Regions from separate parts of the Mus musculus genome. Here all the other regions are linked to region 1. The links are chromatin contacts, called in public Hi-C, HiCAR-type and promoter capture Hi-C maps. All regions are on one chromosome and are shown on one strand. The core of a region is the stretch at or near the end of the contact, and the rest is flanking DNA. Distances in the headings are between cores, read along the strand shown. Region 1 holds the start of Chuk (conserved helix-loop-helix ubiquitous kinase). Region 2 holds the start of Pdcd11 (programmed cell death 11). Region 3 holds the start of Nt5c2 (5'-nucleotidase, cytosolic II). Region 4 holds the start of Psd (pleckstrin and Sec7 domain containing). Region 5 holds the start of Exosc1 (exosome component 1). Region 6 holds the start of Mms19 (MMS19 cytosolic iron-sulfur assembly component). Region 7 holds the start of Pi4k2a (phosphatidylinositol 4-kinase type 2 alpha).

What was found. Promoter capture Hi-C pulls out the DNA fragments that hold promoters and counts their contacts. A called contact is a pair of places that touch in the nucleus more often than the background predicts. HiCAR-type assays count read pairs that join an accessible place to other places.
Region 2: a contact with region 1 is called in a promoter capture Hi-C map of pre-B cells, with 6 times the contacts expected there. The contact joins the promoter of Pdcd11 here to the promoter of Chuk in region 1. A contact is called at or near these places in 2 of 39 promoter capture datasets (hippocampal neurons and pre-B cells) and 1 of 115 datasets of contacts at active chromatin or transcription factors (double positive thymocytes).
Region 3: a Hi-C map of B cells shows a contact between it and region 1, with 7 read pairs. The contact joins the promoter of Nt5c2 here to the promoter of Chuk in region 1. A contact is called at or near these places in 1 of 484 Hi-C or Micro-C datasets (B cells) and 1 of 115 datasets of contacts at active chromatin or transcription factors (large pre-B cells).
Region 4: a promoter capture Hi-C map of embryonic stem cells shows a contact between it and region 1, with 2.7 times the contacts expected there. The contact joins the promoter of Psd here to the promoter of Chuk in region 1. A contact is called at or near these places in 3 of 39 promoter capture datasets (embryonic stem cells, liver and pre-B cells).
Region 5: a promoter capture Hi-C map of liver shows a contact between it and region 1, with 5 times the contacts expected there. The contact joins the promoter of Exosc1 here to the promoter of Chuk in region 1. A contact is called at or near these places in 4 of 39 promoter capture datasets (embryonic stem cells, hippocampal neurons, liver and 1 more), 2 of 115 datasets of contacts at active chromatin or transcription factors (large pre-B cells and stem cell-derived neural progenitor cells) and 1 of 9 other capture datasets (adipose tissue).
Region 6: a contact with region 1 is called in a HiCAR-type map of astrocytes, with 3 times the contacts expected there. The contact joins the promoter of Mms19 here to the promoter of Chuk in region 1. A contact is called at or near these places in 3 of 39 promoter capture datasets (cranial neural crest, hippocampal neurons and pre-B cells) and 1 of 115 datasets of contacts at active chromatin or transcription factors (astrocytes).
Region 7: a promoter capture Hi-C map of pre-B cells shows a contact between it and region 1, with 4 times the contacts expected there. The contact joins the promoter of Pi4k2a here to the promoter of Chuk in region 1. A contact is called at or near these places in 6 of 39 promoter capture datasets (the 3T3-L1 cell line, embryonic stem cells, hippocampal neurons and 3 more) and 1 of 115 datasets of contacts at active chromatin or transcription factors (astrocytes).

What each region holds. Positions count from the first base shown.
Region 1 is chr19:44,105,700-44,109,147 of GRCm38.p6, reverse strand. It overlaps Chuk (conserved helix-loop-helix ubiquitous kinase), which reads left to right and starts at 1,671. Exons shown (of 21, transcript NM_007700.2): 1 at 1,671-1,860. The coding sequence starts at 1,756. Cwf19l1 (CWF19-like 1, cell cycle control (S. pombe)) reads left to right here. Exons shown (of 14, transcript NM_001081077.1): 14 at 1-511.
Region 2 is chr19:47,089,166-47,092,613 of GRCm38.p6, reverse strand. It overlaps Pdcd11 (programmed cell death 11), which reads right to left and starts at 1,848. Exons shown (of 36, transcript NM_011053.2): 1 at 1,747-1,848. It overlaps Atp5md (ATP synthase membrane subunit DAPIT), which reads left to right and starts at 1,967. Exons shown (of 4, transcript NM_023211.5): 1 at 1,967-2,041.
Region 3 is chr19:46,960,709-46,964,156 of GRCm38.p6, reverse strand. Nt5c2 (5'-nucleotidase, cytosolic II) reads left to right here and starts at 1,849. Exons shown (of 18, transcript NM_029810.5): 1 at 1,849-1,885.
Region 4 is chr19:46,325,455-46,328,902 of GRCm38.p6, reverse strand. Psd (pleckstrin and Sec7 domain containing) reads left to right here and starts at 1,747. Exons shown (of 18, transcript NM_028627.2): 1 at 1,747-1,819; 2 at 2,681-2,736. It overlaps Fbxl15 (F-box and leucine-rich repeat protein 15), which reads right to left and starts at 719. Exons shown (of 4, transcript NM_133694.2): 1 at 377-719; 2 at 75-228. The coding sequence starts at 429.
Region 5 is chr19:41,931,778-41,935,225 of GRCm38.p6, reverse strand. It overlaps Exosc1 (exosome component 1), which reads left to right and starts at 1,912. Exons shown (of 8, transcript NM_025644.4): 1 at 1,912-1,974; 2 at 2,062-2,177. The coding sequence starts at 1,944. Zdhhc16 (zinc finger, DHHC domain containing 16) reads right to left here and starts at 1,781. Exons shown (of 11, transcript NM_023740.3): 1 at 1,561-1,781; 2 at 343-488.
Region 6 is chr19:41,979,490-41,982,937 of GRCm38.p6, reverse strand. It overlaps Mms19 (MMS19 cytosolic iron-sulfur assembly component), which reads left to right and starts at 1,802. Exons shown (of 31, transcript NM_028152.3): 1 at 1,802-1,939. The coding sequence starts at 1,825. It overlaps Ubtd1 (ubiquitin domain containing 1), which reads right to left and starts at 1,175. Exons shown (of 3, transcript NM_145500.3): 1 at 930-1,175. The coding sequence starts at 999.
Region 7 is chr19:42,088,690-42,092,137 of GRCm38.p6, reverse strand. It overlaps Pi4k2a (phosphatidylinositol 4-kinase type 2 alpha), which reads right to left and starts at 1,703. Exons shown (of 9, transcript NM_145501.2): 1 at 1,202-1,703. The coding sequence starts at 1,636.

The DNA.
Region 1 (3,448 bases), core at 422-2,921:
CTGGATGTCCCACCTCCTAGTCCTGCCTCAGCTCATTGGCCATAGGGTTTTTATTGACAGGTGACTCTGCCATACACTGCACAAGAGATTCTATGCAAACACAGTCAGTTCCACCTTAAATATGACTATGATTTAAGGAGCAGCACAGGGAGAAACAGCAGTGTGAGCACAGGAGGACGCTGCAAGCTGGAAGCCAGAAGACAGGAATTGGTCATTGTTCCTGTATAGACCACGAACAGTTTCACTTTGTTCTCATAAAAATCTCCTGACCTCCATTTTGTTTCTGAACAACAAAAAAACTAAAACAGTCTTGGAAACCTGAAGATTGTGGAGCCTGACAGGAACCATTTTACAGTTAAAAAAATTAAAAGGCCAGGTCTTTAATCTTAGCATTCTGCAGGCAGACCAGTGAGTTTTAAGGCCAGCCTGGTCTACATAATGAGTTCCAAGTCAAACAGGGCTATAGCAATAAACCTTGAGTTGCATTTTAATTATAGAATATTTAAAAAGCAAACTCACTGTAGAAACCAGTTTGAGTAATTTAGACAGAATTATCTTGGCTGGAGTTTTCAGCATCCCTCGAGTACAAATTATGAAACTGCATCCCACCTGTCACTCCTGGCTCTACCATACACAGCAAATGAGGTTTCATCCTGTTACATGACCGTCTCCTCTGCTCTAAAGATGCTCTCTCAGAGCCTCATTTCTATTACCTTCAAGTTTAATATTCCAATTCCATGAAAGATATGAAAATAATAGAAACCAGTTTATCGAATACCACTCACTATTAGTGACCCACAACATCGAATTGCATGCTGACGTTGAGAATTTGATTTTATGCTGACTCTTACACTTTTGAGTTATTAGCATCGCTAGCTTCAGCCCGGTACAAGCTTGTAATCCCAGTCTTGGAAAGACGGAGAAATACGTTCTAGTCCAGGCTGGACTGTATTGAGATCCTGTCTCAGAACAGGACACCTAGAGTCCATGAAGTGGATAACCCACTCAAATGGCTAGGTGGGTTGGCTTTCCCTGTGCAGCCCACCACTCAGAAGTATGCCTCTCTGGACCGAGAGCTCCTCCAGGCTTGTCTTTATAGCCCTGTGGTGCACCTCAGAAACAATTCCAACTCAAGTCGGAGAGAACAAGGCTGATAAACAGTAAGGTCGGTAGGGAGACTCACGAAGTCGCGAAGAAGAGTTTTCACTCTGGAATAAGTCACATCCTTGGTTGGTTTGGGATTATGGAGAGATTCTGATTTACAAGGCTAATGAATCAACAGGGCGGTTAGCGCAGTTTTCTTTAATACTTATGGTGGCCTTAACCGGTGCCGACCGGCGAGTGTGGTAGGATTCGAGGGGCAGAGGGCAGGGCTCTCAAAAAGATGAAATGTGAATGAGGTAGGGACAATGTGGATTTTAGAGTTTGGAGAGAGATCTATTTTAAATAAAAACACGTTGTATGAAACCTTCAAAGAACTAATTAAAAAATATCTATACAAACAAAAATAAAATAAATAGGAACCGCACGCACGATGGTCCTCGCAGGTTGGAAGTTGCCCAGGGCAAGCCGCTGGTGCCCAGTTTCCGGCAGCACCAATCCCAGGGTGATTCCAGGAGCTCGGGGCGGGACTCTGCATGCGGAAGCTAGCGGAAGTGACGCAGTCTCGCGAGACGGAGGACTCCGCAAGCCTCGGCGGCCCGGAACCGGCCTTAGACCGGCGGCGTTGCCTGAGGCGGCTGGCGCTCCCGCCCCATGGAGCGGCCCCCGGGGCTGCGGCCGGGCGCGGGCGGCCCCTGGGAGATGCGGGAACGGCTTGGCACCGGCGGTTTCGGGAACGTCAGTCTGTACCAGCACCGGGTGAGGCGGGGGGCGGGAGCCGTGGCGCGGGCTCTGTCTGGGCGTCCCTGGGACCCGAGCTGTCAGTCAAGGTGGGAGGAGTGGTGGTCGCGACCCTGGACGGGGCTGGGGGCTGGGGCAGTGAGCGAGGGCGAGCGATGGAGCATCCTGCGCTTGTGAGCCTGGGTGGCCGCGGTCCAGGTGTGTCGGAGGTCCCCGGGCAGTGAGTGACAGGCAGCTGTTGCAGCTGTGTGTGGTGATGAGGAGTCTGTACAAAGTCGAGTGCCGATGCGTGTTGTGTGTTTTGTGTATGTGTGTTGTGTGTGTCTCCGTGTGCCTGCTCACACTCCCTCGGGAGCGAGCGGTGTGATCCACTGGAGACTGGACTAGACGAGAAACCTTACGGGTGTGTCCAGAGTTGACCCTTGGGAAACATTGACAGACTTTGGAATTGGAGCGTTTCAGGTAAAAACCAGGGTGAGGGTAAGATGATGAAATCGATCCTTGCTTCGGAGGAAAGAAAATAGAGGGGTTTGTTCTGCAGAAGACAGCTAAGATCAGGCTCAGGAAATTTGTTTTGATTTATCGAAGAACATGTAACCGTTACAACAGCAGTTATTCCTGTCCTTAAAAGGTTTTCAAACTAACAGTCACTTTTCTTACTTTAACGTGTTGTTGTTAATGTTCGGGGTGGAACACAGGACCTTGCACATGCTAGGCAAATGGTCTACCGTTGGGTTACAGCCTCAGCCCTAGTTAATCATGTTTGAGTTGTGGGTCTTTTGAAAAGTCAGTAAAACGCATCTTTTCTCCGGAAAAAAAAATCATATCAATACAAGCCAGTGCATTATTAGTGAGGGTTTTGCTTTCCTGAAGGGTGTAAGGAATAGATCTTGAACACCAATCATTGTAGTATAGGATTTGTTGACTGTAAAATATTTAGAAGAATATACATACATTCTGGGCCTGCTTGAGAGTTGAGTCAGATGGTAACAGAGACGTTAGGAAGTACAAGATAGGTACTGTAATTCCGCTGATAGCTCTCCACTGTCAAGTTATGGCAACCCTCATTACTTGGACTTTTATAAAAGGAGCAGTAAGATAAAAATGGTGTTCTGGAACATCATATATGAGGAATACGTTTTAATTAGAAAAACAGTAAGCCAATTACAGGACATGAAATGATTTAGTTGATTGCTATATCAGGCGCTGATGGTACCCAAATCAACAAGAATAATATGTTCTACTCTGAAGGAGCTTTCCGTTTCAGAGAGGGGGTGGGCATGGTGGCATCCTCTTGTAATCCTAGTATCAAGGGTTCTGAGGCAGGAGGATTTGGAGTTTGAGACCTGACTGGGTGGCTTTCATATCGTGCTCAAGGCCGGTGTCAGTTACATAAGAAGGCCCTGTCTCAGAAATAAACATTAAGTACAGTTTGATACCCTAGGCACTGAAAGATGTCTTAGGGTTTTATTGCTGTGAAGAGATACCATGACCAAGGCAGCTTTTATAAAGCAAAACGTTTAGTTGGGGCTGGTTTCAGAGGTTTAGTCAGTTCTCACTTGGTGGGACATGGTGGCACGCAGGCAGACGAGGCACTGAAGAAGTA
Region 2 (3,448 bases), core at 599-3,098, 3.0 Mb before region 1:
AGGCCAAAAGGTCTGAGTTCGAGGCCAGCCTGGTCTATAGAGTAAGTTCCAAGACAGCTAGGGATGCATTAGAGAGAAACCCTGTCTCGAAACACCAAAAAAAAAAAAAAAAAAAAAAAAGGCATGTCAGGCTCCCATTTTTTTCATCTTTCCAATATTGTCTACCTCAAAACCACAAACTATACACTGTGCACGATCTTCCAGGAAATGCATTCTATGTAGCAAATGTTCATTTAGTGTTAATCATTGTAATTATGTGAGGTGTGTGTATATATATATAATTCCATACCGCCAAACATACATTATTTAGAAAACAAAATGTAGGTAAATTAAGGTAAGCCGGGCAGTGGTGGCGCACGCCTTTAATCCCAGCACTTGGGAGGCAGAGGCAGGCGGATTTTGAGTTCAAGGCCAGCCTGGTCTACAGAGTGAGTTCCAGGACAGCCAGGGCTATACAGAGAAACCCTGTCTCAGGGGGGAAAAAAGTAATTTAAGATACAAGTCAGATTATAATGCATAAACAAAAGAGAAGTGGCAGGATTCTGTAAAGATGAACACTTCATAAGAATGATGCTTTTGAGCTGTACATTAAATAAATAAAGAACCGGGTCTGGTGGTCCATGCCTTTAACTCCAGCACTTGGGAGGCAGAGGAAGGCCTATCTCTGTGAGTTTCAGACAAGACAGGACTCCATAATGAGACCCTGTCTCAAAAATAACTATAATAATAGTAAATAGAAATATGATGGTAGACAATGCTAAAAACAACAACAACAACAACAACAACAGAGAAACAAGAAAAAGTTTGCCAGGCGTGATGACACATGCCTTTAATCCCAGCACTTTGGGAGGCAGAGGCAGGCGGATTTCTGAGTTCGAGGCCAGCCTGGTCTACAAAGTGAGTTCCAGGACAGCCAGAGCTATACAGAGAAACTATGTCTCAAAAAAAAAAAAAAAAAAAGAAAGAAAGAAAGAAAGAAAAAGTTTATTTCTCAAAATACACCAACCAGTTGCCTGTCAAACAACTCTTCAAAGGCTTTCTAAAAAGCTGAATTATTCAATTAAGCTACAGGGAAAATAAAGCATGGTAACAACTTATATTTTAGAAAATAATTTGGCTCTTTGGTGAAAGATACTTAAAAAATTAATAGTTTGCGTTTACTTGGTACTTCAGAGCCATGGGGAACGTGACAAAATAATGGAGAATATTCCTCAGTCTACAGATTGGACAGAAGTGAAAGCCAGTGTAAGGATTTAAACGATGCACATCAGGGAAACCATGAGAACCAAGACGAGGTATAAATGAAGACGCAGGGCAGCCTGGTTGGTTCTGGGATACCTAGGAAGAAAACTTTAGTAGCCGAGTGAGACTGTGAAAGGGACGACGAACGAAAAATGTAAGGTTTGTTCTGTTATGGGTGCATGCTTCGTAGAAACAGTATAGCTCACAAGGTCTACTTCGCTGGGACTCTATAGTTCCCATTATAGACCCGATGAGACCGAGGCACCAAACAGTCTGGCGATCACGTAGAGAAGGCACTTAAGGTACCTGCAGAGGACAGCATGGCTTGCATGAACTGCTAGCTCCGAGGGGATTGAGGGAATAAGACCTCCCATCCCAAGCCAACTGTGCTTAGCACGAAACCCGGAGACCCAGGCCAGGAAGCCGAGGTGACAGGCATGAAGTCTCCTCCCTCCACGCCGAAGCTCCCGTGTCATCAGCCCCAAGGCTCCCACCGCCGCATACCTCACGGAGCGTCTCAACGCAATCGCACGCGCAGAACAGGGAGCCGACAGCTCCACGCGACTCGTCCACGAGCGTAGGTAAGACCAGGGCTACTTCCGTTCTGACGTCGGGTCTGACGCCGGCTGAAACGGGAAGTAGAAGGGCGGGACTTGGCGTTTATAGCCAATCCACGCCGAGGGCCGAGTCGTCGCGGCCTGTCGGTCGCGTGCGGGGAGGGGGCGTCTTCCGGTCGGGCCGAGCTCGTCGCTAGGTTTGTTGAAGGACATCGGCCGCCGAGTTTGGGGTTCGGACGAAGGTGGGTGAGAAAGCGCTCTTGGCTGCTCGGTCCGGTGATTGAGCTTTGTAGGGCCGACTAGAGTCTGGCCGTTTTTCCAGCCCCGGAACAGCGCGAGGTTTTCTTTTTGCGGGGAGACGCTGGGGAATGGGAAAGGCGCTGGAGAAAATGAGGGTCAGGGCCCCATGGCGGATCTAGGAAGCCTCAGCACCGCGAGTGACGAGCGCCCCAGGGCTCGCACGGTTAGCGGAGAGCCTTATGCCCCACTTCCCAGTGTGGATTGGGAGTGAGGCCGGTCGAGAGGGGAGCTCCCCAAGGTCATCCATCCAGTGGATGTTGAGAGAGGACTCTGGATTTTGACCCCATCTCTGGCAGAGTTCGTGTGTCTTGGCCTCTATGGCCATAGCGATTTGTTTCCTCCGAGCTGCGATCGGGAAACCAGGTCTCCTTTACCTGCGCCGTGGCCTTTGTCAAAACCAGAGTAAACGTGGAATGGCCCTGCGGTTCTCCAGGCCTGGGCTCTAAAAACGGATTAGATTTTGTATCCCAGCGGTTCTGAACCTGTGGATCATGATCGCTTTGACAAGCCTCTATCTCCAAAAATATTTATTTACATTACGAGACTCCTAGCCGTAGCAAAATTACAGCTGTGAAGGAGCAACGGAATAATTTTATTGGGGGAGGGGGAAGAGAGGTTTCACCACAACAGAAGGAAGGTCGCAGCATTAGGAAGGTTGAGAGTCACTGCCGTGTTTGATCAGTGCAAGGGTTTCCACAGAGGCTGTTTGCTGCTTGTGGTCCTTTGACTTTCATCTTCCTTATACCTGGTGATGGCACTACTCCAGATAGGTGCCCATAAGACGGGAATAGCTGTATCCAGGAGCCTGTTACAAAGCAAGGGCAGCTGCTCACCCCAAGACTTTAATGAAATGCCCATTTCACATGGAAAGGCTGGTGGTATTTAATAGTAGTTATTGGATTATTTAGAAACAGAAGCAAAACCTGTCAGCTTAGACTTTGTAGCAGGCTGCTGTTCAACAGTAGTACATTTTTTTAAAAAATACTAACTCACAGGCTCACAATTATTAGTCTTTGGTGATTTTTTTCCACTACCAAATGGCTCTAAGCTTGCACATGACTGCAAGGACAGGACATTTTAGTTTTATTTGTTCCTATTGCCAGGTGTGAATGGCTTGTCCCTCTAGTCCCAACACTGTTGGGCAGATCTCTGTAATTTCAAGGCCAGCCTAATCTATGTAGTGAGTACAGGCATCTGGGGCTACAGACTGAGATAAATAAAATAAAATAAAAATTCCATACAGGGCATTGTTAACAATATTAACTGTTAAAAAAGGTCATTGTCCTAAAACAATATGCAGTTTGTTGGAAGGTGCTTTAAGCCTTAATATCACCTTTGCTTGCCATGTG
Region 3 (3,448 bases), core at 600-3,099, 2.9 Mb before region 1:
CTACCAGTCCCCCGCCCCCCCCCCCCAGACAGGGTTTCTCTGTGTAGCCCTGGCTGTTCTGGCATTCACTCTGTAGACCAGGCTGGCCTGGAACTCAGAAATCCGCCTGCCTCTGCTTCCCAAGTGCTGGGATTAAAGGCGTGCGCCACCACGCCCGGCCCCGTACCAGTCTTTAGTCACAGAACTGGGCATTTATTTACTTATTTTGAGACAGGGTCTTATTTGGTAGCCCTGGCTGGCCCAGAACTTGCTCTGTAGATCAGGCTGGCCCTGAATTCAGAGATCCACCTGCCTCTGCCTCCTGAGAGGAATTCAAGGTAAGCTTTAACCACTCCAGGCCTACCTACAAAACCAGGCTTTCTAGAAACATACTTGGCTTAAAGGTGGTATTAAGCTAACTGCAAACTGGCTTACATGCCATTTTTCCCATGTTGAAAAGCCTAATAGGTGAAAAGCCTAATAGGGGCTTATCCTCAGCTGACCTAGGCAGGGTGAAAGGCACAGGAGGGTAAGTAGAAGCTGTTAGCAGAGCCCTCCTGTTTTCAAAAACACCCTGTGGTTCAGGTTGACTGCAAGTGTAATGAGTCAGTAGTATGTCTGCCAAGAACTTTCTTCTCTTTTTCATTTTCTTCTCCTTCCTCCTCTTTCTTCCTTGTTCCCCCCCCCCCCCTCACCATTGCTTCCTCTCCCTTTTTTCTTTCTTTCATTATGTTGCTCAGGTTAACTTCAAATTCTGGGCTCACGTAATCCTCTTGCCTTAGTCCTAGCATCTCCAGAAGCTAGGACTCCCGGCAAGCTACCATACTTAGTGTTCACTGAGAACTTTACTGCACAAATGCAAGGCGCTGTTACAAAGTGGAAGCCATAGTCCTCCTTGATTATGATGGTACTACAAAACTTGGCTTAGTCTTGGATGATACCATCTAAAGGAAATCAAAATCAAATCAGCCAAATGCCTGAGAGAAAGACAAAGATCCTCAGAATTAGGACAGAGGAAAAACAATGGGAGGGATCAAATATCCCCAACTCGGGAAGATCTTGGGCAAAGTCCAAGGTCGAAGAACCAGTAGATCAGTTGCTTTTCCGAGGCTCCCAGGACTAGAATTTGGTCTTTGCGATGAATTCCAGAGCTGCCCAGACTAAGGAATGCAGTGTTCTGGACATAGTGGGTGGGCTGTCTTGTAGTGAAGTACGGTAACGGGTGTCAGTGTATTCAACTACTATTTATTGTTTGCTAGGATCCAGAACTAAGCCTGGAGTCTGTATTGTTTCATTCTATCAATAATATCTCGGATAAATCAACTGTGTGTAGTCAGGTTCCTTGGTTGGTTCCCTGGGTAAGTAGTGAAACTAGGATTTGAACTCATTCTGATAAACCCCAAAGCTGGTCCCTATGATTATCATGGAGTTGAGTTCAAGGTCTTCCAGGGAGACCCTCTGGTTCGTTTGTCTAGGAGTAAGCTGCTAGGAGTAAGGGACACACTCTTCCCACCTTAGGGAAAGCCTCTCGCAGAGTAGGCGTGGTCACCTAAGGTAGGGGCGGGGCAGCCAGGAGTGTGCTGAGGGGAGCAGGCAAAAAGCCAAGAGGTGGTTATTCCTAGGAAATGGATAGGTTGTTAACGTGCATCACCCTCGGAGTTTAGCAGCTCTGGGAGTTCTGTGGTGGGAAGTTCCCCGAGCCCTGTGAGGGGCCCTGAGACAGGACCGCCCGCCAGGGAGCATCGCCGCGGCCGGCTTCTGCGGCGGAGCCCGGGTAAGGAACAGAGCGCCGGTCCCTGGCCGGGCGCGAGCTGGGGGCGGTGCCGGGGCGGCGGGGGCGGGGAGGGCGCGCGCCGAGGCGGCTGCGGCAGTTGCGCGCTAGGATTGCTGCCGTGCGGTGCGGCCGGTGAGTGCGGCGGCACCCGCGGCGGGCGGGAGGGGGCTTGGAGCGGGCGGGCGGCGAGCGAGCAGGCTGGGGAGGATGCGCGGCCCAGCGCGCGACCCAGCGGCCCCCGCCGTCCGCCCGGCGTCCCTTTCCTCAGGGCTCCCTACCCCGGCCCAGATCTGCCCGCGCGCCCGCGGCCTCAGCGCCCCGGCGTGGCGCACGCCCCCGGCCCGGGCGCCCCCGGCCCGCCGCAGCCCCTTCCCCGCGCGGCGGCGACGCCCCCGGCCCACGTCATGCTCGCGCCATTGTTTCCCAGCGTCCGCTAGCTGGGACCCCGCCTTTCTCGCGGAGTGGGCGGGCAGGCGCCGCTCTCGGTTCCCCTGGTCTCTCTGGGCTGGCAGCCTGGCCTCAGTTCTCGTGAGGCGGGTGCGGGGCTCCCCTCATGGGCTGCGAGCCTGGCAGGGTTTGGATCTGCCCGCGGAATGGCCCACGAGCCAGTTTTGTGGTGCGCAGTACTTCCTGGAAAGCTCACATCAATTGCAAGTCTCGCCTAAAGACGTTTGGAGGCGGTTTGTCCCTCGCCTTTTTTTTTCTGGGGCCCCCGAAGCCCTGCAGGGCGAGATGCAGAAGTGGGGCCTGTTACAAGAACAGCGTTTTGAGCGGTTGGCTTTGCCTGGCCGCAGCCTTTAAAAGCATTAGATGAAGGTTTGTGTCGGATTTGTTTCACAGCCTCGGTAGTCGAGGGCTGTGCTCTAATAGAGCACTCTGAAATGACTAGTCACTCAACACGGTTGCGTGTTCCCCACCACTTCTCTGCGCCCCCCCCCCCCCCGCACATTGTTTCATAATGACCGTAGACCTATAATTTTTCTTAAGGGATGCAAATTCCTTTGGCCGTCATGTGTAGGGGGAGGATGTTAAAACGGTGCCATTTATCGTAGACGTAGTGAGTACAGAAAGACTTCAGGTCTTTCACATAGTCACCTTAGCATTTTCCATCAATGGCTAAGAATGTAAGAGAAGACATCAGGGCTTAGAGGTTCAGTTTAACAAACCAGCTGGTTAAAAATTGCAATAAAATCGTTGCGGGTGCTCGTAGTGGCAAGGTGGTTATGCTGGGCTGTTGATACAAGGATTGATGCTTCCCGGCTTGCTTCCGAAGAGCATTTCCATTACAATATGAACCTGTTTGTAGGCCTCGAACAGGCTCTGTACCCTAGTGGCCTCGAACTTGGGATCTTTCTCTTCCAGGTCCCTAACAGATATTAATAGGCTTGTTCCACCATGCCTGAGCTTGAAAAACTGGTTTAAGCTTCACTCTTACCAAAAAAATGAACAAAAAGCCAAATTCAGTACTATTGGTTGTTGCATTATTCTCAGCCAGCATTAATCTGTAAAATAAGATGCCCTTCAAGGTTCTGTCGTATGAAACAGTACAGTCATCAGAAGCGTTTGGTAAATATGAGTACTCAGAGTGCCTGCTGGCCTTACTAGATGACATACGTCTTCCTGAAGAGAGCCAGGTTATGGGGGACTCAGCTGTATGAGGAAATTGGTGTCTCAAACATGGTATTTAGAAAAAGT
Region 4 (3,448 bases), core at 498-2,997, 2.2 Mb before region 1:
CTGGCCTGGAGGCGGGGCGACGGTGGTACCCACGCGGGGGCGTGGCGTGGGCGTGGCTCCGGGCCCCGGCTCACCTGAGCGGCGTCGAAGCGGCGCAGCCTCGCCAAGTGCAGCTGAACGAGCGCCCGGAAGGCGCGACTGACGCGCTGCAGCCGGAGCAGCTGGCGCAGCGGGACCCAGTTCAGGACGTGCGGGAGCAGCACGTCTTCCCAGGGCAGGTCCAGGAGCCTGAGGGGGAAAACGGCGTTGACGTCCCCGGGCCGCTGTTACGTGCGAGTCCTTCTGTTATACCCGAGAGTCCCGGCTGGCAAGAGGGATCCGCGTCCGGCCCAGACTCGGCTGCCCTCCCTCCCTAGGCCCCTCCAGTGCTCGGTACCTGACAGCTCCTGGTTCTTGCTCCCCTCCGGACTGCTCCATTGGTGGCTCCATCGCTGTCTACTGCGCGTGCGCAGTAAGCTCCACTCGCTTTGGCCTTGAAGCGGCTGCGGCGAGCCCGCCTCCTTGGTCGGAAGAGACAGACCGATTTAATCGAGTGCGGTCTCACTGAGAATCCTTGTCAGGAAGCTTTTCGGATGGATCCCGAAACTGAGGCAGAACGGACCAGTGATGTACCATTAGATGTCTTCTCAGCTACAGGGCTTGAAGCCCGAGGCTGGAGTAGCGGCGAGCGAACACTGCTTTCGGTCTCCGTTGCGGGCCAGTAGCCGCCTCTGAGTGGTGATGGGAGGAGCAGACAAGGCCAAAGGCAGAAGGGGCGGAGCCAGGACTCCTAGGTTACCCAGTGCCTCCTTCTGTCCTCTGGTCGCCTTTAAGCGACTTTGGAAAAAGAAAAGGGGGAGAGGCTGCCCAGACTATAACTAGCTGGTATGTACTAGGTGCTCAATAAGCAACTGCCAAAAGACTAGATTAAATGGGCGACGCTAGGGCTTTTACTCTCAAGCACACTTGTTTAAACCTGCCATTTCTTGTGAAATGCACAATCATGACATCCATCTCTTTCCACTTCAGGGCAGCGTAGTCCGGCTCTTTGCCTAAGGACAAAGGACTATATAGGACCAGCCAGGTCTGCTTTCCAGCGGTCCAGAGTCCGAGAGGAATTGCCTGCTCAGTGCAGGCCACTAGCCGTACTGCTTTGACTGGTCCTGGATTAATTGTAGGGACATTGTCTTCCCAAAGCTCAACCACTAGGCTCCCCTTTCACTGCACCCCCAGATACTAAGCCCAAGTCCCTCTCTGGAGAACCCCTGGCGTAATATTTTCCTCCAACATCTGAGGTGGGTGTGGGGCATGCGAAAGACTGTAAGACCGCTGCATCCTATCTACATGATTGCGTGCCCTTATGCAAACATTTCAGCCGCTTCGTAACGAAAACTGCTTCCCATCCTTATCAGGGGTTTGGGTACATCAGCAAAGGTAGGAAGGACCGTCCATTTTAAAGACAGGCAAATCGAGGCTCTAGGGAGAAAGCTCCCTAACCAGGATCAAACGAAGCAAGGATAAAGAACCCAGAAATCCTGGTTTTCCCAGAATTCCTTCTACACTACCTCATTACTGAATTGTAGCATAAAGAGAAAAGCCAACTAGCACCGGAAAGACACAAGAGGGTGAAGGTGGATGAGGGGATTGCTTCCTCGTCTCAGTCTACTTGGGGAAGGGGTAGCCTGGAAGGATCTCTGCAAGATTGATGTGGGCGCGCACCACCTCCGGGCGCGCGCCTCCACACCCCCCCCTTTGTTCGCGCCTCTGCGCTTGCGCATTACGACAAATCTGGCGCTGTCCCCTTCAGCACCTCGCGGAACTCGCGCCACCCCTCCCCGCGGTGAGCCCCGCGCACCCCCGCTTCGAACGTCCTCGCACCCTCTGGCCACCCGAATCGACCCTCTCTTTCTTCCCAGGTCATAACTTGCCGGTCTTGGCCTTCCAAAGGAGAATAGTTACCATAGTAACTCGTGTGGCGTTTTCCTAAAAGAGCCAGACCCTTTTCCACCCTGGCCAAGGGCACAAGGTTTGCCTGTGCTTCTTGTCCCAGTCTCGGGGTCATCCCTTCTAAACTCTCGTCCCTGAAAAGGCGGGACGATTAACCTAGGCAGTAAGGAAGTTCCTCCTGGAGTCTGATTTATCCTTCCTCTGCACTCCGGGTTGGGGTTCAGGACAGGACTCCTGGGTCTGAGGTTCAGAACCCCAAAGTGTTTATGACTGCATTCGCTTAATGTCCCTTCCATAGTTGGGTCTTCTGGTTTTAGGGGGCGGGTCCGATCTACTCCGTACCGTGTGCTTTGCGTGGCCGCGTGCTTGTGGGGGCGGGAGCGCGTGTGGCATGTAACAGGTCATGTGGCAGCCTCCTAGGGACACGCGTGGGGTCTGGAGCAGGACAGGCGTATGCATCTGGACCCTACGTGTGGTTCAGATGATGGACGAGAGAGAACTGAACACGAGTGGGGTGGGGCATATGAGGGTTTAGGGAACAGAATGGGGTCTTCCACATTCTCCCTTTCCTCTGGTGTGAGTCTTAGGTAGTGACTAGGTGGTGACATTCTTTGGGACTTAGGGCCCTGGGAATGGAGGGAGGTTGGGGGGGGGGGATTAGCGTTGCTTGAGCAGAGCGTGGGGAGGGGTGGAGGAGGGACTGAGAGGCGGGCGGGCGGGCCTGGAGCGAGCGGGAGCCTTGCTGCTTTTACAGCTGAGCGGGGCCCAGCCTCTCTGCCTCTCTTCGATTCCAGCTCCTGACGAGCAGCGGTGAGTACTGGGGTGCCTTGGAGGAGGGCCTTCACAGGGGAGGTCCAGGCTCCTGTTGAGCTTTAAGAACCTGTCTGGCTGGGGTGCTGCTCCTGACAGCTTTCTCTATGCTGCTGCTTTGCCATCAGAGGCCCGGTTTTCCTTTATGGTCTCTTCTGGGCTGGGCAAGATATTTCATATCCCTGGAGTTGAGGGAGAGGGATGTGGTGCAGCCCCCTCACCCACCCAGACTTGGTTACTGGTGTGGGGAGGAGAGAATGTGTGTCTCTGATTCTGTGAGCAAATATGCATTTGTGTTTATGATTGTGACGAGGAGGTCTCTGATACACCTGTTTCTGTGTGCATCAGAGAACGAGAGCCTGAATTTTGGGAACCTCTTTGTGTGCTATTATTTGGTGATGTGTGTGTGTGTGTGTGTGTGTGTGTGTGTGTAAGATAAGCATGTGCTTTTCCATCATACACATATTTGTTATGACTGTGATTGTATGAGGGTGTGTCTATGAGCAGTACTGCGTGTGTACTGGAGGGTGTTGCCTATGAATGTGTTAACTACTGATACTTTGTCCTTCTGCATGTGTGTATATGAATTCTTGTGTGTGTTTATACATGGGTGTGTGTGTGTGTGTGTGCATGTACTGGTATGGAGAATAGAATATCTATTCCCCACTCAGCAATCTATGGACCGATGTTAAGGCCTCTTCAGACCCTTCCT
Region 5 (3,448 bases), core at 663-3,162, 2.2 Mb after region 1:
TACATCTGGAGACAAGCGGATTAGATAAAAATGATCCTTGGCTTCACAGCCAGTCTGAGACCAGCATGAGATACACGAGAATGTATCTTTATAAAGAATCCGACTGTCAATCACCTTCTCCATCCTTGAGTTCTGTGTGAAATGCCTACTTTAAGGCTCGATTGACCAATTCTCATCTATGTATACCCTATTTAGGGTTCAAATCTTTCCATAAGTAGTCCTGGAACCTTCTTCTCTAAACCTTAAATTCTTATACATACAAATGTATGCGTGTACATACATACATACATATACACACATATGCCCAAGGTTTAAATCAAATGCTTATAAACATCTTAATACCTGGCTTGTAGAAGTATTCAATAAATACTTGTTGAATGAATGACCTGGAGAGATGCAGAACAGGAAAGGCTGGCAGCTGTACAGGAGCCAGCAAAGACACTCTCACCAATGTGATAACACCCAAGTATTTGCTGCGCTCATCCTTTCTGATTAACAAAGAAATAAAACCAGTATTAGAATCATAGCTCTAGAGATCAATAACCTAGAGGACAAATCAAACCGGAAATCAAACCCGTAAAATGGAAAGCTTGTGGTGCCTATCAACTCTGAGTGAACAGAGTGAGACCAGGACCCTCTCCCCTCAGCCTAATGGGATATCAGGATAATGACGAGGCTAGAAAAAGACGTATTAAATGGGCCACAAGTGAAAAAGTTTTCCCTCAGGAAACAGAGAAAAAGCAAAGTCGTATTTACATCTAAATGTGGCGGGAAGGCACGAATGACCTGAATGCACGGAGGAGGAATAAAGCCAGCATAATTTCTCCACACTCCAAGTACTGCCACCTCTCAGTAGGACCCACAGGCCACAGTGGCCATCTGCCACCAGATTAGAGATTAGCAGGCAAGAGCACTCCCCTAAATCACCATCTGTATCTCAAAGAAGCCTGGCTGACAGGGAGGGAAGGGGAGAGAGCAATAAACTCCAGAGCCAATAGATGAAAGTGAGATCAAAGTCATGGCAAATTTCATCCGGAAAAAGCTGCTGCTCCCGGAACCTTTGCCACCTCAAGCTGATGTCAGATATCAATAAAGCACAATATTCTATTAATGAAGGCTTCTTTCCCGGCTAACATGCTAAAAGGGAAAAAAAAGCAAAAGGAATGCTATGCTAACGTCAAGCTGCTCATTCATAGTTAAGGAGCTCACACTCTATAGAGTATCTGCCTGCAAGAGAAGAAACTGTCGTTCTACAAAACTAGAAAAAGGTTGTGTCTCCAGGTGCAGCAGGGTCCATCTATGATGGGCTCAGGTCCAAAAAAAAAAAAAAAATCGGCTTAAGCTTGGGCTGTCTCGAACCAACTTCGACACTTTGTTGTACAAAGCAAACCTGGATCTGAGTCTTCAAACTCATGAAATGGGCGAGTTGGGGCTGAAAATGCGTTCGGACCTAGGAGGACGCATCCACGCAGGGCAGGTCGTAGAGAGATCAGGAACTTAACTTAAAGGCCTGGACACCGGGACTCGGATGGGAAGCAAGAACCGCGCCTTTACTCTTACCTGCCTCCTGCCAGCTTCTCAATCAGCCAGATTAGGCCCAGTCTCCCTGTCCGCCACCCACTGCCTCCCCTTCCAGCTCAGGACCCAGGCCGGGCCGAGCTAAGGCTGACCCACCATGGCCCTCAGCCCACAGCGCTAGCCAGCGGACCGGGACCCGCCGCCCGCCCATCACCACCCAGCTGCGCAGGCGCGAGGCCCGGAGCCCGCAAAGGCACGCCCAGAGATCTGTCCCGGGGCAGCCTGGGAAATGGAGTCAGACCTCGCTCTTACACCCCGTGCGGTCGAAGGCGCCAATTGGTACTCGTGTAACTGCGAGGCCGCTCCTCTAGCTGACCAATGAGAAGTCGTCTTGGTTCTCATCCGGGTTGTGGATGGTGGCAAGCATGGCACCACCGGTGAGGTACTGCATCCCCGGTAAGTGAGCGGTCTCCGCACGCAGTTCCAGGCTGTGTGGCAACCAGCTTCTGGGAGCCCGTGGCTGAGGCAGCTTGTCTTCTGCAGGCGAACGTCTGTGTAACTTGGAGGAAGGCAGCCCCGGCAGCGGCACCTACACCCGGCATGGCTACATCTTTTCGTCGCTGGCTGGCTGCCTGATGAAGACCAGCGAGAATGGCGCGGTAAAGGAAGCGGCTACCCAGCGCGCGTTCCCTCTCCGGGTGCCGTTGAGTTCCGGTCCTTGGGCACAGGCAGAGCGGGCGGACGCGTCTTTGGTGGCTCAGCCGCAGAACGCTTTGGTCTCCCGGCTGTGATCTCTGCGCTGTGCTGAAGCACACCGGCCGCACACCCGTTAGGTTAATCTGACTTAAGTTCTGTGGATGCACACAGAAGGAAGTGGAGGGAAAAGCACGCAAATGTAAGAGTAGCCCAGCCAGCCGAGAGCTTCCTCACGTGGTACATCTCGACTACCCCTCCGCTTTCATGTGTCCCACGTCACTGACATCAATGTAGTAATGCTGGCGATTTCCAGTGTCTTAGTGCACTAAGCTCGCTCTTGTCGCGAAGCCTGTGCAATTCACGTGTCGTCTATCTGGAACACACTCCTGCTCAACCCCTTTATTTAATCGGTTTTTTTAGTTGTTTTTTTTTTTTCCCAGAGAAGCCCTTCTGGACCTTCTGACTAAAAAAAAGTGGGTTTGGTGGCAGAAGGATCGATATGCCCAAGAATCTCCCTCCAGGGCACTTATTTAAATGTTACTCTTGATCACTAGATTCTTGCCCAACTAGACATTTAAGTGGAGCCACGATTGGTGGTACACCAGCGTATCCCCAGCTTCTAACAGGCACAGATAAAAGCAATCGTTGATACATGTAAGACGATAAAAAATAAATAAAAACTAAAACCTTAGACTTGTGGCTCATCAGTACAGAGCTTACGTAGTATGCTGACCCTGGGACCACAGATCCAATCTCCCGAAAAAATAAAAACTCTTTAGGAACTGGCTAGACCTAAACATCTCTCTTTGTGTTGAGCTTATTTGTAAAAACAGATTCCAGTCTGTTGGTTCTGGAGATAAAGTCAGCCTCAGCCTGTGTGTTTAGTCACTGCATCGATGTCTCTTGAGCACTTTCAATGTGACCTGCTCAGGGCTGCCCTTATTTGCTACTGGGGATAGAGTCACGAGCCCAATACACAGCTTTTCTTACTGAGGAGGCGGACAGAAATCATGAGCAAATGTACAAAAGAATTGTGCGGTACAATAAGAACATGTAACAGGCTCTGTGCATTCTAGACAGTGACAGGATTTAGTCATCTGAATATAAGTAGAGGTGGAGGAGAGCAAAGAATGTGATCCTCCTGTAGAGAATGGGTTAGACGGACACTGACATGGGAGGGACTTAGTAAGGTGAGGAAACCGCACCAAGCAAGAGAGGTAAGATGGTACTTGCC
Region 6 (3,448 bases), core at 553-3,052, 2.1 Mb after region 1:
TTCTAACTCACTGTGTGACTTAGGGGAAGCTGCCCAACCTCTCTGGATCTGTGTTTTTACATAAAAGAGAGGTAGATCTGGAAATTCAGTCCAGTGTTGAAGGTCTTTTTGCGCGCCACAGTTTATCATTTGCATAAGTTCTTTGCAACACCCCCAGAGAAGAGAGTACAAGACAGGGAAATGACCCTCAAACGAAGCGCCAGGACAGGGCTGGTGTACCAAGAAAGTGAGACCGCGCTACTGGAGCTTCGAAGATTGCCAGAGAGCAGATCCCATTCTCATGGCTGAGAGGGATCCCATTCCAAGAGCTGAGAACGCTCCTAACAAACACGAAGGCGACGCTCACCCCGCACCCCACCTTTCCTAGACTCCCAGACAGCCACCGAGGCTCCAAAAAGCCGTGTGGAGAGGTGGGAGGAAATAAAGATTTCTATTTTCCATGGTCCTGCACTGCTTTTTACAAGTCGGATTCCCGCAGACAACGACCTGCAGCCCGATAATGACACAGTGACTCGCTGGAATGAGCGACTGTGTTCGCCTCGATCGCTCCGACTTCTGGGGACGCAGGCTGCCCACGCCGCGCCCCGGCCGGCCGCCGGCCGACCCTGGCCGGGGCTGCCAGATCCGCGGCGCACTCGCTTGGCCCCCTCCGCCAGCCTCGTCGCGGTCTGGAAACATTTCCTGCCCCCGCCCCCATCCCCAGCTTCCCGGTGGGAGCGAGTTGGCCTCCCGGCCGGGTCAGCGCTCGCAGTTACCCCAACTCGCTTCCCAGACAGCCCGCGCCGGGGAGGGCCCCGTCTGGCTCCGAGAAGCCGTGGGGGAACCCAAGCGCCCGGCGCCGAGCGAGGTCGCTCGGGAACCCCAAGGTTCGGGCAAGGCAAGGGCCAACTGGCAGCGCGCCGGGACCCCGCTGCCTTTCCTGGCGTTACCTGCTCGCTTGCGGGGGTGTCCCGGAGCAGCCGGCCTCTCCCGGCGCTGTCTCCCCACGCAGTTGCCCATGCTGGCTTCTCAGCCGGTCCCCCATGCACCAGAGGCGGCGGTCGGCCGGCTGCTCCACGCTGCTGCCCCGAACCGCGGCGTCCCCGGGTCAACGACTCCCGCAGCCCGACATCGAGAGCTCCTGGATCTCCCCTGGGGAGCGCTCTGCCCGACGCCGGCTTCGCCACAAACTTTGCGGGCCAGCGGAGAGGGAGGTGGCCAGGCCAGGGGGGCCCGCGACAGTGCCCGGCCAGAGACCAGCCCGGCTGGAGGGGCGGAGGGAGGGGGCGGACACCGCCGCAGCTACTCCAGGATCACTCCGAGCTCCCAGCTGGGGCCGGCCCCCCGGAGCCTGTCACTCACCTGCCTAACCCCGCCCCGGCCCGGCCCCGCTCCCTTCCTCCCGCTTGGGGTGGCCGCGCCACGGTCGCCAGCCGCCCCAGGTGCGCATGTGACCGACGGCACCGCCCCTCGGGCCGGGTCTGGTTTTCTCATTGGCTTTTCCCAGGATGCGTACCGCCCCTCGGCCCCACCCAGCCAGGTGCCCGCCCTGTCGCCCGTCTCCCGGGGAGAGCGGCCGGGAATTATGCGCCCTCAACCGCCCCGGCTGCGTGCCCGGCAGTCACTTCCCCTCCCGGAGCCGCGCCCCGGCCCAGGCCCCGCCCTCTGGGGAGGGGCCGTTAGGTCCCTGAAGGGACTGCCTGGCCCAGAGCCGGCAGGCACGTGACCTGGAGGTGCCCCGCCCCTGAAGTCTGCGCCCAACTATTGGCCATGGAGGCGCGTGCGCGGAGAGACACATCTCGTAGCCACACCCACTTCCCCCTCCCACAATCTCTGGCTAGCGTCATGGCTGCCGCCACCGGTCTGGAGGAGGCAGTGGCGCCTATGGGCGCCCTGTGTGGCCTCGTGCAAGACTTCGTCATGGGTCAACAGGAGGGGCCCGCTGACCAGGTGGCTGCAGGTATGGCAAACAACGCCGCGAGGCTTCTGCAGGGGCCGGACCGCAGGGAGCGGCCTCAGCACCCGCGCGCGGCGGGAAGGGAGTGAAGGGAGAGGTGATTGTGATTGGTCCTCTGGCCGCTCTGCCCCCGCTGGGAGCGCTACTGCCCTAACAAGTTGGAGAGTCGCTTGCATCTTCCTTAAAGCTTTCTTTACATTCCGCATCTCGCTGTGGTCCATAGAGAATCATTACATTTCTCCGAGAGTAATAGACTTGTGCAAGGCACAGACGAGTCCGGAAGTGGAGCTGGGACTTGGACTCGGGTGTTCTGGTCCAAACCTGGTGCTTGCACCGCAGGACCGCGTTGTTTGCGGAGTGTTAGGTGAGAAGGTCTGGGTTCCAAGGGTTACGCTCCGGCCTCTTGCCTTCCTGGAAGTAGCGTGCGCTCCAGCTGTTTGAGTGGTTGTAATTGGATGGAGGAGGGGAGGAGCCAGTCTGGCTCTAGGTCGGTGGGCGTGTAGATGACTAGTGTCTTTAAAGATTCACTTATGTGTCTTAGTAGGCTTTAAAAAAAAGAATATATATATATATATAGTATGTGAGTACGCTGTCAGACACACCAGGAGAGGACATCGGATCCCATTATAGATGATTGTGAGCCATCATATGGTTGCTGGGAATTAAACTCAGGACCTCTTCAAGAGCAGTCTGTCCTCTTAATTGTTGAGCTATCTCTCCAGCCCCAAATAGGCTTTTTGATAAATTAGATTTATAACTTTTTAATGTCCCATTTTTTTATCCTTCTTCCCAGAGTTCCAATTTCAGGAATCTCTCAGTTCCGAGTTTATCCAGGATTTGAACAAATCCAGGGTGCCTCTTTAGAATTCTTTCTGAATGTTGAATGTTAGGCCTTCAGTGTCGGGTTTAAGAAATAGAATAAAAAATGGATATAGATGCGGGTTTTTAAAAATTATGTTTGGAAGTTTATGGGTGAAGAAGTTTCTTTAGCAAATTGAACAGATTAATTTTTAGAATATGTGAGAAATGAACTGCTAGAAATATATGTTGGTCCTTAGCAATAGTCCACATTCTCTGCCATTCTATTATTTCTGAGCACGTATTTTTTACCCAGCATGAAAAGAATTGAGGACAGAAATACAAATAAGATACTATCTATGGCCATCAAACTATTATAATTAGTGAGAGAAAGAACTGTGTTGTAAGAGGTAAATATATGGTTCCAGAGCATCAAGGGGCAAAAATGCCTGCTATTGGCTGGGCTTGGTAGTGCATTCCTTTAGTTCCAGGATTTGGCAGGGGGGTGGCAAGTTTGCTAGTGAGTTCTAGGCCAGCCTCAGCTACAGTGTGAGCCCCAATCTCAGAAAGAAAATAAAGCCCCTGGTACTTGCACTTAAGCTTATAACATTTTACAACTTAATCAAGTATAGTCTGTTATGGGTTATTATCAATGCCATTTCCCCCCAGATTTTACTATGGAGATTTCACAGCATTTAACAAAATCTAAAGAAT
Region 7 (3,448 bases), core at 454-2,953, 2.0 Mb after region 1:
TAAAGGCTTGGTCCACACCTGCTAATTTTTAAGGTTGCGCTTTTGGTTTTGTTTTTAAATTCACACACACACAAATGCAAGAGACCAGCTGCCCAGTGGTGGCACATGCCTTTAATCTCAGCACTGGGAAGGTACAGGCAGGCTGATCAAGGCCAGCCAGGTCTACAGAGTGAATTCCAGAGACAACTAGGGCTACAGAGAGAAACGGTGTGTGTGTGGGGGGGGGGGGGGCGATATATGGAGAGGGAAGGGAGGGAATTTTGATACAACTTTAACACCCATAATTTTAATACATATAAAAATAGTAAATTTTTAAAATGAACCATTTGGCACATCTGACAACATCAACAAGAAAGAGCTGACATATCTTGACCTACTAATCCTCTAATAGCTCTGGTCTGATCTGTGTCCAAAGTTTTAAATTCTTATGAAGTCTCAAATGGATAAAGGTCACTTCTTCGCTGCCTCAGTCACCTCATGCCCCACATTATCCTGCTTCCACACCCCCCCAGTACAAAAGCAGGCGACAGAATTAAGGTCAGCAAAACTGCCCTAGCTAAGTAAACTGCTAATATAGAACTGAAGGAAAAATTAAAGGGCAGGAGACAGTTTCGTGTTTTTAAAGCTCCACACTCTGACACTGAGGAACCATAAGCAACGATATGAACCTTTTCCCAGAAGTGAGCAATAATCAGGACAGATGACACTGACGAATCCACCCACGCTGTCACCAATGACTGCTAATAAGAAACCTGGGATCCCTACAAAGACAGCCCCACAACACAAGAGGGAATTAAATCCTCTGAGTCCGTGATGGGTCGACACACAGCTTTGGGCCAAACTAAAATAAATAAATAAAAGGTGAAAGAGAATAGGTCTAAAACCCTGAATCTGGAGGCAATGACTAGCTACTTGTCCCAGTAGTTTGAAGCTAAGGGACCGACTGGAAAGCAGCTTGGGTCAGGACTTTTCTGCCCCGTATCTGGTCAATTTCCTCTTTTCTCTTTTCGCTCACGCCTTCCCCTGCAAAAAGGTTCTGATTGATTTCTTCATCCCGCGAGGTTTCTCCACTTCCAGTCCCCAGAAGCATCCCCAATCTCGCCGGGGGCTGGCGCTGAAGTTTCTTTTCTGCACCCTTTCGATTCCCCCTTTCCCCGGTCCCAGGGCGCCGCCCCCGCTGCGCCCGCACCCCCGCGCTCACCCCCTGAGAGTCCTTGACGAAGTAGCTTCCACTGGAGCCCTGGTAGATGCGCTCGGGATAGATGCTGCACTCGATGGCAACCTCGGCCTGCCGCACCACCACCTCGAACTCGGGGTCCTCCGGGAAGTCGTTCCGCTCGCGGTGGGTCTGAACGGCGTGCGCCGCCACGGCCGCTTGGGCGGCCAGGGCCTGGGCCTGCACCGCCACCGTGTGGGTCTGGCCCTGCGCCGCCGCGCCCCGGGCCCGGTCCAGCAGGGGCTGCCGCTCCCGGTCGTGGCCGGGCGAGCACGGCGGTGACGGGCCGGAGCCGGCCGCCGCCGCCACGCGGACCGCGCCCCCCGGTACTTGCGGAAAGTGAGCTCCGGAGCCCGACGGGAAGGTGTACTCCGGGGGTTGGGCCCGCTCGGGGGACACTAGCGGGCTCGTCTCGTCCATCCCTCAGGCCGCCGGCTCGGGGACCCGGCGCGCTCCACACCAGCGAGCTCGCGGCCGTGACCAATCCGCGGCACTCCCCCACCTCCCGCTTGGCCAACCAGGGAGCCGCGCCTCCGTAGCTCCGCCCCTAGCCTGTCCTGTTTACTTGGCGACGCGTAGGCACGGCCCCTCGCGCTTGTGTAGTGGCCAATCAGAACCTGCGCCTACGCAATCGCGGCCTCCTTAGCTTTCGCGTCACCTTCTGTGGAGACCGCGCATGCTCGAGACAAACCCGGGTTAGGTACGCCCTCTGCCCTTAGCCCGCCCCAGCTTCCAATTGGCAGACAGATCTTCGGAAGCTTTTCCGATAGCTGCTTCCTTGCTAACTTATTGACTGGCTACGCTGAGCTGACTGTGAAACTGCAAAATGTCATTTTTGTGTCACTAAGCACCAGCTATGGACAAAGAATTGAAACGACAACAATGACATAGGTCACTTGTGCTATCGCAATAAGTTAAAAAAAAAAAATCCTAGTACCTCAGCCGGGCGGATGCCTTTAAACCTTTAAACCTTGCACTTGGAAGTCAGAGGCAGGTAGATCTGTTTCTTTGAGTTTGCGGCCATAGTGAGTTCCAGGACGGCCAAGATTACACAGAGAAACCCTGTCTCGAAAAACCAAAAGTAAATAATAAATGTCAGTCTTCATGCAGTTTACATAGTATGCTTTGCTCATATACTATGTAAATCTGATCATTGAGGAAAGCTTTGGTCCCTTGAGAATAAATTAGTCCGTGACTTTATTCACCTGAATGTCTAGACACAGTTGGTCCTCGTTTTCATTAATAAAAGGAAGAAGCTTTGTCCTCACTCTGTATAAGCACCACCGGAGACAGATATAAAGCTAACAATATTAGCTGAAAGTTCGCAATAGTTCATAGACTTGAGAACGTGAGAAAAGGCCGTATACAGGGTCTGTACCAAGAGCCAGCTGCTAAAGGAAGTAGCTGAATTGCAAGGGGAGAAGGGAAGAAAAGGCATACCATGCACAGGGAGCATTGCCAAAGTGAAGGAGGAAGAAGGCTAAAGCCTATTTAGGACACCCTGCTTGGCTGAGGAAAAGCAGAGCTAAACACTAAAGGCCTAGTGAGCCAGCAGAGGGCACGTGACATCCGGAAGCTTCAGAGGGCAGAGCTTGCAGGAGTGCAATGTAGAGCGCATCCACTCTAAACCTAGAGACAGAACAGAGGCTGCAGGCATGGAGGAACAGCTAAGGCACTTGCTGCTCTTACACCGGAACCGGAACCGGAACCGGAACCGGAACCAGTTCCCAGCACTCATATCAGGTGGGCCACAAAAACCTCTAAGCCTTGCTCTAGGGAATCTGACACCCTCCTTTAAGCCTTTTCAGGTACCTTCACACGGACAGGCACAGAAGAGAGAGTGACAGAGAGAGAGAGAGAGAGAGAGAGAGAAGAGAGAGAGAGAGAGAGAGAGAGAGAGAGAGAGAAACAGACAGATTCAGAAGAATAGAGAAAATGATAATAATAATAATAATAATAATAATAATAATAATAATAATAATAATAATAAGGAGGGACTGGAGCGATGACTCAGTAGGTAAGAGCATAGCACCCACATGACAGTTGTCTATGTAACTCAAGCTCCAGTGAATTTGACACCCTCGCACAGGCACAGAGTGCAGGCAAAACACCAATGCATATAAAATAAATAATAAAATAAATAATTTCAATACAATTATAGTGTAAAATGTAATACATAAAAACATGGGCTTGGAAATCAGAGATGTTTGAAGTTAAGCTCTGTTCTATAAA